3 separate regions of the Mus musculus genome follow, and regions 1 and 2 are each linked to region 3. Evidence: chromatin contacts called from public promoter capture Hi-C data. All regions are on one chromosome and are shown on one strand. Each heading gives the region's core, a stretch centred on a gene start, on an enhancer-like site or on the middle of the called end of the contact. The rest is flanking DNA. Distances are from core to core; before and after follow the strand shown.

Region 1 (4,330 bases), core at 1,765-4,264, 1.9 Mb before region 3:
CCACAGCTACTTAGTGTAATTAAGGATAAAAACCACAACCTAACAAAAAATGGGAAAGTCAGTCATAAAATTAACAAAGAATCAGTACTTTTAATGTTTGACTACAGTGTAAAATTTCAGTAAAAATGATCATCTTACATCAAAGTTTCCACTTTTCTTCTGAATTGTCCGAACTCTATTGAATAAAACATCAAACTTTCCTTCAACATCTCCACAGGCCAAGCTGCAAACAAGAGATAAACGTTATAGCAATTCAGGAAACACAAATGGATCTGCTAGGCTTGGTGTAAATGTACTCGTTTTTTTAGATTAGCGCTATGAACTAGTCCCAGCAGGTATCTTCTGACTTATGGTCAATATCAACTACTCTGAGCTACCAGGCAGACTTTTCTGAATATCTCACCAATACCTCTAACTCACCATATCTAAAAATCTGCTTTTCGTGTCTTCAAAATTGAGCCAACCTCTTCTGATTCTTAAATTTCGTGGATGGGTTTATCACCAACTTGGTCACTAAGAGTCAGCTAATTCCTTATTTAATCTAAGTCCAGGTGAGTCTCCAACCATGTTTCACACCCATTCTGTTCTCCTCACCTCCACAGCGTGTGCCTTGCTACACGGCTTCAGTCATCGTTCAGCAAACACCAACCGGACAACTACACTATGCAAAGCTCAATGGTCACATACTACCCTAAGAACACATTAGAATTACAGAAGCACTTGGACTCATGTAAAGCCTCAGAGAGTTTACAATAAGGGACGGGTGGCTCCAATCACAAGCATATATGGAAAAGGCTATGTTGTGAGGCAAGCATAGCATGTTACAGGGCAGGGAGGAGAAAATGACAAGCATGAAGGTTGATGAGGGGGACTGTCCCAAGTGGTGAAGTGACTTGCTCTAACATCTAAGTTCTGACTTGTACAATTCTGACTTACATCGTTTGTTTGTTTTCACTTTAGGGGAGGTATTGTATTGGGAGGGCGTATATGTGTCGGTGTTCATGTGAAGGTCAGAGAACCACTAAAGAGAGTTCCCTCTCTCCACCACGTGTGTCATCAGGGACTGTACTCAGGACACCAGGCATGGCAGGAAGTGCCACTACTCACTGGGCCATTTCACCAGCCCTTACTTACTTTTGTAACATCTTTTAACTCAAAATACTATAGACTCTATTGTCGTATATCTCTCTGTTCTTATTGTTCCTATCATTGAACAGTCTCAAGCAGCATAAGGATATGATTGTACATGTTTCATCAATACGTCTAATAACAGAAAAGGACGGTCTGGAGGAACAGTTAAACTACAATCAAAGTGCTAACCAAGGAAATGGCCAATGGAAACAGGGACGAGAAAAGCAGATGAGAAACTTAAAGTCTGAAGACAAGCTAAGTGGGGAAGCGGGATGGGAAATGAGGGAGAGGCAGGAACGGAGGGAAACAAATCTGAACAACTTAGAGGGAATGGCTGAGGCGGAGAAACCTACTTGATGTGGTTTGGAGGCAAGGTAGACTATATGGACCCCATAGTGCTTTCTCTGCTTCAGTTTAATGTTCCTTCCTAAAAACATTACACAGTGCCTCGTTTCCTGTAGAAAGAGTTTTCCTCCGGTTCTGGCCTGTCTTCCCAGTACTTTCTCTAAGTTTTCCTAACTAAACTCTCCCAAACTGCAGATTGATCACTCTGCCTCTGCTAGGCTCTAGGGAATTCTCTTTCCTAAGAGCCCCATTGTGCTCAACCTCAAGGCTTTTCCATCCATCAAGGCTGAGTCTCTGTAGCCTCCTGGTGGGCTGAGAAAGCCACTTTCTCAAAATCTCAGAAATCCATATACCATTTCAGAACAAATTCTGTCCTAACTATCATGCAGTATAATTTATTCTTTGAGAGCCTCTAACATCTTTTTGTTCCCTGTTGATTATCAATTCCTGACAGGTACAATCCATATTCACTCTCTGATCTGGGCCCCTTTTCAGCATTTTCTGATCCCAATGACTGAAGACAGAAATCTATGACCTTACAGTGGAGGTTTCTCACCATCAAAACATCACCAGGCCCTGTGAGTCCACCTGCTTAACAGACTATCCATTCCTGAACTTTCTCTCTGACATTGCTTTACCTAATGCTTGTTGCCTTCTACTTCGGCTCTTATTTGTTTCCCAACTTTCAAGCAGGATCACTTTCCATAACAAAAACTAGGTCACACTAAGGAGTTTTTAAACGTTTCAATGTCTTCTCTGAGTTAAATACAATAATATTTGCCAGAGTTAAATCCTCACTTTCAAAAAAAAAAAAAAATCCTCACTTTCTCATGAAAGCCTTAATTCCTTATACTAAGCCAAATATCGTTATTATATACCCTCCAGAACCATCAACCCTTTCTCTACATTTTCCGCATTCGTTAACACGTGTTATTCTAGTCTAGACTATCAGCTATCAAGGCGGGAACTGGTTTGTGCGACGCTTGTCCGCTGCTCAATACAATAGTCTTTCTAAATTAAGTCATGTCTTCGCTAACCGACCGCGCAAACAAAAGTACGCGAGGACAGGACAATGCTCATCTTGTCTGACAAAACCCATGCGTGCACCCCATGCCTGCAAGTATTTGGCTAATCAATACGTGCGACGCCGGGAGAAACGACAAGGAGATGGTGTGTCCCAGGCAGACTAGGCCTAAGGAAAAAGAAGTCCGGCTCATCAAGTTTTTAGTTCTGCCAGAGAGACTCTGAAGACACCAGGGCGAAATGAACTGGGAGGCGAGAACAGGAAGCCTCCACTCCGGCTCCCAGCAGCCCTGCGACCTCCCCTCCGTCTTCCCCTTCCGGTGTGGAGAAAGACCCCCCCACTCCTCCGCCCGCCTCTCTCCCTTTCTCCTATGTGCCTGAGTCTACCGATGCAAGGTCACTCACAGACGCAGTGGCTTCTGAGCCATCGGGAATGACAACCAGGGCTGGGACGGCCACCAAAGGCTAGAAACACGAACGCGCGCTCAAGGTTGGAACGCCGGGGCGCAGAAATATGACGTCACACCACTCAGCCAATAGAAATCACCTAGCTATGGGGCGTGTAGAGGGGTAAAAATCTCTCCGCGTTTATTTATTTATTTATTTATTTATTTATTTATTTATTTATTTATTTATATTTATTTATTTAAGGAAAGGTAACTGGAGTGAAAAGGATGGAGGAATTAAAATAGAAAAAAAATGTGTCTTATTTTGTTTGTTTTAGAAACATTTGGAATTATTGAACTGTGCGCCTGCGAGTTTGTATGGATCCCATGACTGCTAGCGCTCTTAAGATCTTTCCAACCCTGGCTGGGTTTTTTGTTTTTGTTTTAGTTTGTATTTGGGGGGAGGGGGACATGCTTGTGTGCATGCAGGTTCCTGTGGAAAGAATAGGAATCTTCTTCTATTGCTCCCAATCTTATTGAGTGAGATAGGGTATCATTTTAACCCAGAGTTCGTTGGATTAGACTAGTCTAGGAAGCCATATTGCCCAAAAGATCCCCTAATTCTGCTTCCTGAACGCTGGGATTCCCCGTGGGACCTGAAACTTACCTGTCTAGACTTACATGGGTACTAGGGATGCGAATTCCAGTCTTCATGATTTGTTATATGGGTGACTGAGACATCTCCCTAGCCCCTAAATTTTTTTTAACACATTGAAAGAATAGCTTCTATTCAGTGTATCGGCATGTCGCTACATTTTCTCTCTTGCTCACTTCTCCCCCAGTACCCAAACCCTGTCCTTCTCACTGAGTTATCTGAAAGCGAAGTGCAGACCTCAGTGTGCACCTCTCAAATACATAAAAATACCCTCCCTTAAGTTACCTTAATATTAGCACACTGAAAAAGAATTAAATTAATTCAGTAACAAGACCTAATGTACACAATGTTTAGTTCTCTGTAATTGATTGTATACATGGGGACTATTTTCATTCAGGGATTAAACAAATTTCACATTTTCATCGGGTCCTATCTCTAGTCTCTTTTTGCTTTGCTTTTGGTAAGTCGGTTTTTCTGAAGGGGCCAAGCCAACCAGCAACAGCCTGCTAAGGACCTGGAAAGGACTGTCCTGACAAGGAAAGAAACCCAAGTTACCAGAATCAAGTTGTTAAGAAAGAATCTCAAATCTCTAATTTTCTCACAATTTCTGCAGTGCTTTTGAGGGGGTTATTAAATCCTTTGCCTCATACATATTAATACCCCTGCTTTGTTGGTAACTTAAACCTTTTTCTTACTTTTTGGATGATACACTCCAGGAGTGGCTTTCAAGACTGAATCTTGAAGACAGATTTGCTAATATGAACAGCTATATGATTTCAGAGATGAGAAA
Region 2 (4,726 bases), core at 2,127-4,626, 1.0 Mb after region 3:
TGCTGTTGAAGGACAATTATATAGACCAGTGTACCACATGGAAGAAGGTCCCAAGTGATGTTAAATACCAAAAATCAATTCTATTTCTGGGTATTACAGGGCATATCACTGTTCACAAAGTCAGGTCGCTAGAGCAGCAGCAGGAAACCCAGAGGAACTGTTAGAAGTGCACACCCCCAGGCTCCTCCACAGACACTGGGTTAGAAACCCTGTCCGCTTACTTGTCTTAAAAGGCCTGGAAGGAATTTTAACACATACGCACATCAAACAAAACTAATGCTCAATAATTATATGGGGGAAACCCTTGGAGAACATTTTTTTTTTTTTTAATTTTTTGAGACAGGGTTTCTCTGGGTTCTGGAACTTACTCTGTAGACCAGGCTGTCCTGGAACTGCAGCGATCCGACTGCCTCTGTCTAAGTCCTGGGATTAAAGGTGAGTGCCACTACCTGGCTTTATTCCTTCTATGTAAGAAACTGCTTTAAAAGGAAGCGACAACATCCTGGGGAGATGTAGGGAAAAGTGAAATCATTACTGCTGCTAGGAGTGGGAACTGGGGCAGCCACTATGGAAGTCTGTGTGGAGGAGTCTCAGAAAATTAAAAACAGAACTGCCATACAACCCAGTTATTCCACTTGGGGTTTACTTGAAAGACTAAGCCACTGACCACAAGGCTATCTGCACGTCCATGTTTACTGCTCCCCTATTCACAGTGGCTAAAATACTGACCGTGTCTAGATGCCTCTCAGCAGAGTAGATAAAGAATGTGTGGTACACATTTACAGTGGGACCTTATTCAGTCAGAAGGAAAATGAATTGTCAGCAAGCAGGGGAACAGATGCAACAGAAAATCATTACGTTAATGACATAAGCCAGACTCAGAACAAATAACCAGAGTTTCCTGGTAAACAGAGCCCAGGTTTAAATGTACATGCATCTATGTATGCCTGTGTTAAGTCACAAAAGTAGAACGAATCCTGACGATTTGGCTGGGAGTAGGGAGCCATAAGGAGTGGGGTGGAGTGGAATGAAAGCTGCAGTAGTGACATCGTACTTGCTAACACTCAGCAAGTCACAGCAGATTCAAAACCATTCAGTTTTCTAAGTATGATGGCCTATCTACCACAGCTGAGCCACAGATTCCAGGAGCAACTTGAACTAGCTGGTCAAGGTCCAGGCAAGATTGGCAGACTGGTTAGCTTCTAAATGGGAGTAGGAGAAAACATAAGGGTATTGTTGCTATGGAAGCCAGCACACCCTTCTATTAACTATTCAAAGGTTTCAGATGCATTCATGCAACAAAATTTGAGACCTTAATTTTGAATACTTTCATAATGGTTACTGGAACAATGAAGAAAATCTAAATTTCCCTGGGTCTCTTTCACAGATCTTGGCCAATCTAGCCAAAGCAGGAAAATCACTATTAACAACCAAACCCTTCATAGTTCCAGCTCCCCTTCACTACACTCCCAAAGCATTCTTCTCCATTTACTTCATGATACATTCTTTAAAGTTATGAAGTAGGTTCTCATGAGAAACCCTCCGGAAAACTAAGACTCCTTGTCGTTGCCAGCTCATCAACCTTCTCAACTCTTTAAGTGATTGATACCTTTCACCGTTAGGAGGAGATTTGGTCATAATTGGTTAATATTGAGATGCTTAAATTTCATTCTATAGAATACTGCAAGAAGGATGATGTATTCCAAAGACAACTCATTCTGACTGCAGAACAAAGGGAAGGTACGGGAACTGGGGTTTTAAAGGAAGCTTAGATTTCCATCTAAGTGGTGTCGATGGTGATGTCTTTGCCGTCACTGTCATGGAGAGACAGGATTAATTCACTCTGTAGACCTAAGCTGGCCTTGCGTTCTGGGAGTAAATGTGTGTGGCACCACCACATGGCAAGCAAAGGTGATATTAAGGCTTAAAGCACCTTCCAACAAACTGCATATTGTTTTAGGACAATGACCTTTTTTAACAGTTAATATTGTTAACAATGCCCTGTATGGAATTTTTATTTTATTTTATTTATCTCAGTCTGTAGCCCCAGATGCCTGTACTCACTACATAGATTAGGCTGGCCTTGAAATTACAGAGATCTGCCCAACAGTGTTGGGACTAGAGGGACAAGCCATTCACACCTGGCAATAGGAACAAATAAAACTAAAATGTCCTGTCCTTGCAGTCATGTGCAAGCTTAGAGCCATTTGGTAGTGGAAAAAAATCACCAAAGACTAATAATTGTGAGCCTGTGAGTTAGTATTTTTTAAAAAAATGTACTACTGTTGAACAGCAGCCTGCTACAAAGTCTAAGCTGACAGGTTTTGCTTCTGTTTCTAAATAATCCAATAACTACTATTAAATACCACCAGCCTTTCCATGTGAAATGGGCATTTCATTAAAGTCTTGGGGTGAGCAGCTGCCCTTGCTTTGTAACAGGCTCCTGGATACAGCTATTCCCGTCTTATGGGCACCTATCTGGAGTAGTGCCATCACCAGGTATAAGGAAGATGAAAGTCAAAGGACCACAAGCAGCAAACAGCCTCTGTGGAAACCCTTGCACTGATCAAACACGGCAGTGACTCTCAACCTTCCTAATGCTGCGACCTTCCTTCTGTTGTGGTGAAACCTCTCTTCCCCCTCCCCCAATAAAATTATTCCGTTGCTCCTTCACAGCTGTAATTTTGCTACGGCTAGGAGTCTCGTAATGTAAATAAATATTTTTGGAGATAGAGGCTTGTCAAAGCGATCATGATCCACAGGTTCAGAACCGCTGGGATACAAAATCTAATCCGTTTTTAGAGCCCAGGCCTGGAGAACCGCAGGGCCATTCCACGTTTACTCTGGTTTTGACAAAGGCCACGGCGCAGGTAAAGGAGACCTGGTTTCCCGATCGCAGCTCGGAGGAAACAAATCGCTATGGCCATAGAGGCCAAGACACACGAACTCTGCCAGAGATGGGGTCAAAATCCAGAGTCCTCTCTCAACATCCACTGGATGGATGACCTTGGGGAGCTCCCCTCTCGACCGGCCTCACTCCCAATCCACACTGGGAAGTGGGGCATAAGGCTCTCCGCTAACCGTGCGAGCCCTGGGGCGCTCGTCACTCGCGGTGCTGAGGCTTCCTAGATCCGCCATGGGGCCCTGACCCTCATTTTCTCCAGCGCCTTTCCCATTCCCCAGCGTCTCCCCGCAAAAAGAAAACCTCGCGCTGTTCCGGGGCTGGAAAAACGGCCAGACTCTAGTCGGCCCTACAAAGCTCAATCACCGGACCGAGCAGCCAAGAGCGCTTTCTCACCCACCTTCGTCCGAACCCCAAACTCGGCGGCCGATGTCCTTCAACAAACCTAGCGACGAGCTCGGCCCGACCGGAAGACGCCCCCTCCCCGCACGCGACCGACAGGCCGCGACGACTCGGCCCTCGGCGTGGATTGGCTATAAACGCCAAGTCCCGCCCTTCTACTTCCCGTTTCAGCCGGCGTCAGACCCGACGTCAGAACGGAAGTAGCCCTGGTCTTACCTACGCTCGTGGACGAGTCGCGTGGAGCTGTCGGCTCCCTGTTCTGCGCGTGCGATTGCGTTGAGACGCTCCGTGAGGTATGCGGCGGTGGGAGCCTTGGGGCTGATGACACGGGAGCTTCGGCGTGGAGGGAGGAGACTTCATGCCTGTCACCTCGGCTTCCTGGCCTGGGTCTCCGGGTTTCGTGCTAAGCACAGTTGGCTTGGGATGGGAGGTCTTATTCCCTCAATCCCCTCGGAGCTAGCAGTTCATGCAAGCCATGCTGTCCTCTGCAGGTACCTTAAGTGCCTTCTCTACGTGATCGCCAGACTGTTTGGTGCCTCGGTCTCATCGGGTCTATAATGGGAACTATAGAGTCCCAGCGAAGTAGACCTTGTGAGCTATACTGTTTCTACGAAGCATGCACCCATAACAGAACAAACCTTACATTTTTCGTTCGTCGTCCCTTTCACAGTCTCACTCGGCTACTAAAGTTTTCTTCCTAGGTATCCCAGAACCAACCAGGCTGCCCTGCGTCTTCATTTATACCTCGTCTTGGTTCTCATGGTTTCCCTGATGTGCATCGTTTAAATCCTTACACTGGCTTTCACTTCTGTCCAATCTGTAGACTGAGGAATATTCTCCATTATTTTGTCACGTTCCCCATGGCTCTGAAGTACCAAGTAAACGCAAACTATTAATTTTTTAAGTATCTTTCACCAAAGAGCCAAATTATTTTCTAAAATATAAGTTGTTACCATGCTTTATTTTCCCTGTAGCTTAATTGAATAATTCAGCTTTTTAGAAAGCCTTTGAAGAGTTGTTTGACAGGCAACTGGTTGGTGTATTTTGAGAAATAAACTTTTTCTTTCTTTCTTTCTTTCTTTTTTTTTTTTTTTTTTTGAGACATAGTTTCTCTGTATAGCTCTGGCTGTCCTGGAACTCACTTTGTAGACCAGGCTGGCCTCGAACTCAGAAATCCGCCTGCCTCTGCCTCCCAAAGTGCTGGGATTAAAGGCATGTGTCATCACGCCTGGCAAACTTTTTCTTGTTTCTCTGTTGTTGTTGTTGTTGTTGTTGTTTTTAGCATTGTCTACCATCATATTTCTATTTACTATTATTATAGTTATTTTTGAGACAGGGTCTCATTATGGAGTCCTGTCTTGTCTGAAACTCACAGAGATAGGCCTTCCTCTGCCTCCCAAGTGCTGGAGTTAAAGGCATGGA
Region 3 (4,798 bases), core at 1,885-4,384:
ATGCCAACCTGGCCTACCAGAGACCCTATCTTAAACTAGCTACTCCCAACCTTTTACTACAGTAAACAAACAAACAAACAAACAAACAAACCAGCAGCCAGGCATGGGGGCAAAGACAGGAGGATCAAGAGTCCAAAGCCAACTTAGGCATCTAATGGATGTGTACAATGATGTTTTTAATAACTTAGCATATTAAAGTGAAGATTAAGAAATAATGGAAACATTTAAATAATTATATGTTCCTGTAATGGAACCGGTTTTCTCAGGAAACATTTACCCAGTGACTTCATTAACACATTGCTACATGAAAAAAAGCAAACTATAGGGGACTTTTGGTATAGCATTGGAAATGTAATTGAGGAAAATATGTAATAAAAAAAAAGCAAACTGTGACATCATTACATACAGAATGAATGATGCCATCTTTTAAATTAATCTGGAGTCGACCTGTCTGGCTCGTTCTCTGTAATTCCAGCATTCAGTAGGCTGAGTCAGGACTGTTACACGTCTAAGGCGAGGCTTAGCAGAGACACTATCTCAAAGAACCTCCCTTCCCCCCAATACAGTGGCTAGTATGTGTTGCTATTCTTTTTATTGTTGAGACAGGGTTCACATAGGCTTGGTTAATTTTAGATTTTCTATATGGTGGAGACTTTTCTTGAACTCTTTTTGTTTGTTTGTTTGTTTGTTTGTTTTTGTTTTTCAAGACAGGGCTTCTCTGTGTAGCCCTGGCTGTCCTGGAACTCACTTTGTAGACCAGGCTGGCCTCAAACTCAGAAATCTGCCTGCCTCTGCCTCCGGAGGGCTGGGATTAAAGGTGTGAGCCACCACTGCCCGGCTGGTCTTGAACTCTTACATTTTTTTTCTTTCTTTCACGTTATTTATTGCTTTTGTGTGCATGATTTGTTTGTGAGTGTGTGTCTGTGAGTGTGAGAGAGAGAGACAGAGAGAGACAGACAGAGAGACAGAGAGAGAGAGAGAGAGAGAACAGTCAATTTGAAGAAGTCAGTTCTTTTCTTTCTTTTTACCTTGTAGGTTGCAGAGAAAGAATTCAGGCCCTTGGGTTCTTCTATGGGTTAAGCTATCTGATGGGCTCATGGTCTTGAATATACTCACAATCCTCTTGCCACCTCCACCCCCATGCAGTGTTCCAGTCATGTGCCACCAGACCTAGCTTGCTATGTATTTTGATATGTGTGTGCTTTTTATTTGTTTGGAGGCCAGAAGTAGATGTTGAATCTCTTTTAGTAGTTCTACCTTACTATTTTTTTTGTAGGTATAAATGTTTTACCTTTATGAAGTGCTTGTGAAGGACTGAAGAGGGTGGCAGATGCCCTGAAACTGGAGCTAGGGATGGTTGGGTGCAGCTAGTGTTCTCAACTGCTGAGCCATCTCTCCAGCCCCCAGTTTTGGACTATTTCAAATAATTTGGGTTCTTTTTTTTTTTTTTTCCAGGGCTGGAGATATGGCTCAGCAGTTAAGAGCTCTGACTGCTCTTCCAGAGGTTTTGAGTTCAACTCCCAGCAACCACATAGTGGCTCACAACCATCTGTAATGGGATCCAATGCCCTCTTCTGGTGTGTCTGAAGACAGTGGCAGTATATTCACATACATAAAATAAATAAATCTTAAAAAAATTTTTTTTGACCTATAGGTTTATTGACTTTGTGTTTATGGGTTTGCAAGGGTGGGTGCACACGTGTGGATGCCCAAAGGCATCTTTAGAGAGTCAGTTTTCAACCCTTGCACCACATCTTTTTTTTTTTTTATAAGATTTATTATTTATTTGTTATATGTAAGTACACTGTAGCTGTCTTCAGACACCTCGGAAGAGGGCATCAGATATTATAGATGGTTGTGAGCCACCATGTGTTTCCTGGGATTTGAACTCAGGACCTTTGGAAGAGCAGTCAGTGTTCTTAACTGCTGAGCCATCTCTCCAGCCCCGCACCACATCTTCTAATGGACTTTGGGAATGTAATTCAGGCTTGGTGGCAAAGTTCCTTTAGCTGCTGAGCTATCTCATTGGCAATCAAATGTATCAAATATATGTGTATGCCATGCATACGTAAATAACCCTCCCCCCACCCCCAAAGAAAATCTGATCTAAAGATCACCTGGAGCTGGAGTTATTGGTGTTCGTGAGCTACCTGACAAGGGATGCTAGATACTCTGAGAGAACAAGTAATCGCAATTACTGAGCATTCTCTCTAACCCCCTCCAATAATCTAAGGTTTCGTAATAATAAGTGTTGCTTTAAAAAACTGAAAATATGACGAATGAATGAACATTAGAAATAGGAATGAAGTGTAAAAATACAGAAAAGGATCGTGGTTGGCTGGGATAATCAGAAAAGCTTTCCTACATTAAATATGACTTGAAGGCTATTTTGAGGTTAGAAGTTCCATGCAGAGAAACAAAGGGAAGGAGAACACTTTTTGTTTGGTTGTTTGGCTTGGTTTGTTTTTCAAGACAGGGTTTCTCTGTGTAGCTCTGGCTGTCCTGGAACTCTCTCTGCAGACCAGGCTGTCCTGGAACTCAGAGATCTGCCGCCTCTGCCTCCCAAGTGCTGGGATTAAAGGAGTGCGCCGCCACTGTTCGGTGAAGAACACTTGAAGGATGGCAAGGAATTCTGGAGTAAAGAAGTTTGATAGAGAGAAACCAACCTAGTTTTCTGAGTAACTGTAGCGAAAGAATGGAAGATGCGGTATTTTTATAGAAACATTTGCACTAGTGCTGCAGTATGAGATTAGCTGAGGGTTAGTGTCTAGACTGGGAGTATCCACTTGGGGGTGCTGCTTGAAAACAGCGGTCGACTTGAAGTAAGGTGGAAGGAAAGTACAGGAGGAAGAACATCAAACAAAGAGGTCTAACATCTGGGCAATTTAACAAAAAATAAAGTGATATTTTCCTTACTACTGCGTACTCAGCAGCTTGGTCAAAAGTGAGCCCTACAATACGCATACAGCACTACCCGCTAATCTTCCTTCATAGACTACAATTCCCAGAAATCCTCGAGGGAGGTCAGGGCCTTTATCTTTTTCCAGGTTGCAAAGTGGTTCGCTGCATGGTCTTCTGGGATTCGTAGTCTTGCAGTGTCCTTCGGGAGATGTAGTTCCTTTCCCACAATCGGCTGGGCGAGGCGGCGCCGGCGATCAGAGCAGCGCTGGGTGTTCAGGGGCCAAGATGGCGGCGCGCCGGGGACGGAGAGACCGAGTCGCGCCGCCTCCGACTGGGGGCCCGGGTCCTGACCCTGGCGGTGGAGTGCGTGGCGGCAGTTGGGCGAGTCGAAGCCAAGCGCCGTATGGGACCGGGGGCTCCGTGAGCGCCGCGGAGCAGGTGAGAGGGTGGCCGGCGGCCCGCGGCTGGCAGCAAAGCGGCGTGTGCCGGGCGGTGACACGTGGACGCCACAGGAAAGGGAGGAAGCACTTGCGTGCCGATGCTGCGGGAGTTGGGTAGGGCTGAAAAGACCGAAGTTGTCTGCGGAGGGTATGGCAGCAGAGCCAGGGACCCTGCGGCGATTCCTGGGCACGCCAGAGGGACAGTGTCGGGCGTCAGAAAGGTGGCCCTAGATGGGGCGTCAGGGACTCGGGATTGGAGTTGAAGGCTAAGACTTCTTCCTAAGGATGCCGGAGGAGCTTCACCAGCTTGGCGCCGTAGTTCCTTTTTCGGAGCACGTGGGGTGTGGGGGGGACGATTTCCCGGGAGAACTTGTCTGCCTCCCCCTCCCCCTAGGCGGCGCGGGCGCCCACGTGGGTAGGGCTCGCCGGCGGGGGCGGGGGGAGCTCGGGGCGCGGGTCCACGTGGGGGCGGGGAAGGGATGTCCACGTGGCTCCTGTCCCAGGCTGTCGGGCATCTAGTATCCGCGCCGGAGTTGCACTGCCGGGAACTGGGTGTGTCTCAGCCGCTCCCGCCATCTCTAAAGCCTGTGCTGGGACCTCTGGTCTGGAGGGAGGTAGGGACTGCTGGAGGCAACTTTGCTCAGAGCCTTAGGAGTTTTTTCTCTCTCGCCTGCGTCTACAACGCCTTCTGTCGGTAGATGGTGGACTTTCCAGATGTTCTCAAAGTCGGCTTCCTAGAAATGTCAGGGTGTGAGGCGAGGATTAGAGGATTTGAGACTAAAGGGCTGTGGAGAAAGGAGTTCGTGGAGGCTTCTGTCTGACCGTCTTGGAGTGAGTTGTGTGTCATAGACATTGGCGGTTTGGTTGCCTGCAGTCCTTCATATGTGTGGTTCAAGGGTCATGGGAGTGTCAACTAACCTGTGACTAGTTTAATTTTTCCCCTCATTTTGTTTCTAGCATCTTTTTTGGGGAGGAGATAGTTAAGGCGTGCTTGGGTGAATTCTCAGCTACAGCTTCGGGAATTGTGTCTGTGTGAGGCTTTTTGGAGTTTTTCATGGAGATAGGAAAAAGTGAGAGGTGGTTTGAGAACTATTGAATATATGTAGTTGAACATTTAATGGGTCAGGAAAAATGTTTTGTGCTGGGCTTCCGAAAATGCTCAAATCAGGTTTGCAGTGAAGTGAGCAGGAATTAGTTGTCTTTTTGACAGCAACCCCATACGAGGTTTGATTGCAGGCTTCCCAGTAATACTAGGTCCAGCAAAACAGCCTAGGGGGGAATGACTTTTGGGGCATGCTCTGGGATCAACCATCCTTTTTCCTCCAACTTTTTACAACATCTGTGGTCAGCACTGTTCATCATCTGGGAGAGACAGTAGGGGTCCAAGATCCAGCAACAGTAGAAGTTACATGGTCTGTCAACTCAGTATTTATCAGGGTGTCATATTTAAGTACTGA

What was found. Promoter capture Hi-C pulls out the DNA fragments that hold promoters and counts their contacts.
Region 1: a promoter capture Hi-C map of liver shows a contact between it and region 3, with 3 times the contacts expected there. The contact joins the promoter of Cwf19l1 here to the promoter of Pprc1 in region 3. A contact is called at or near these places in 2 of 39 promoter capture datasets (liver and pre-B cells).
Region 2: a contact with region 3 is called in a promoter capture Hi-C map of pre-B cells, with 5 times the contacts expected there. The contact joins the promoter of Atp5md here to the promoter of Pprc1 in region 3. A contact is called at or near these places in 2 of 39 promoter capture datasets (cranial neural crest and pre-B cells) and 1 of 115 datasets of contacts at active chromatin or transcription factors (double positive thymocytes).

Annotation. Positions count from the first base shown.
Region 1 is chr19:44,132,862-44,137,191 of GRCm38.p6, forward strand. Cwf19l1 (CWF19-like 1, cell cycle control (S. pombe)) reads right to left here and starts at 3,015. Exons shown (of 14, transcript NM_001081077.1): 1 at 2,905-3,015; 2 at 139-223. The coding sequence starts at 2,927.
Region 2 is chr19:47,087,271-47,091,996 of GRCm38.p6, forward strand. It overlaps Atp5md (ATP synthase membrane subunit DAPIT), which reads right to left and starts at 3,377. Exons shown (of 4, transcript NM_023211.5): 1 at 3,303-3,377. Pdcd11 (programmed cell death 11) reads left to right here and starts at 3,496. Exons shown (of 36, transcript NM_011053.2): 1 at 3,496-3,597.
Region 3 is chr19:46,053,405-46,058,202 of GRCm38.p6, forward strand. It overlaps Pprc1 (peroxisome proliferative activated receptor, gamma, coactivator-related 1), which reads left to right and starts at 3,135. Exons shown (of 14, transcript NM_001081214.1): 1 at 3,135-3,339. The coding sequence starts at 3,187.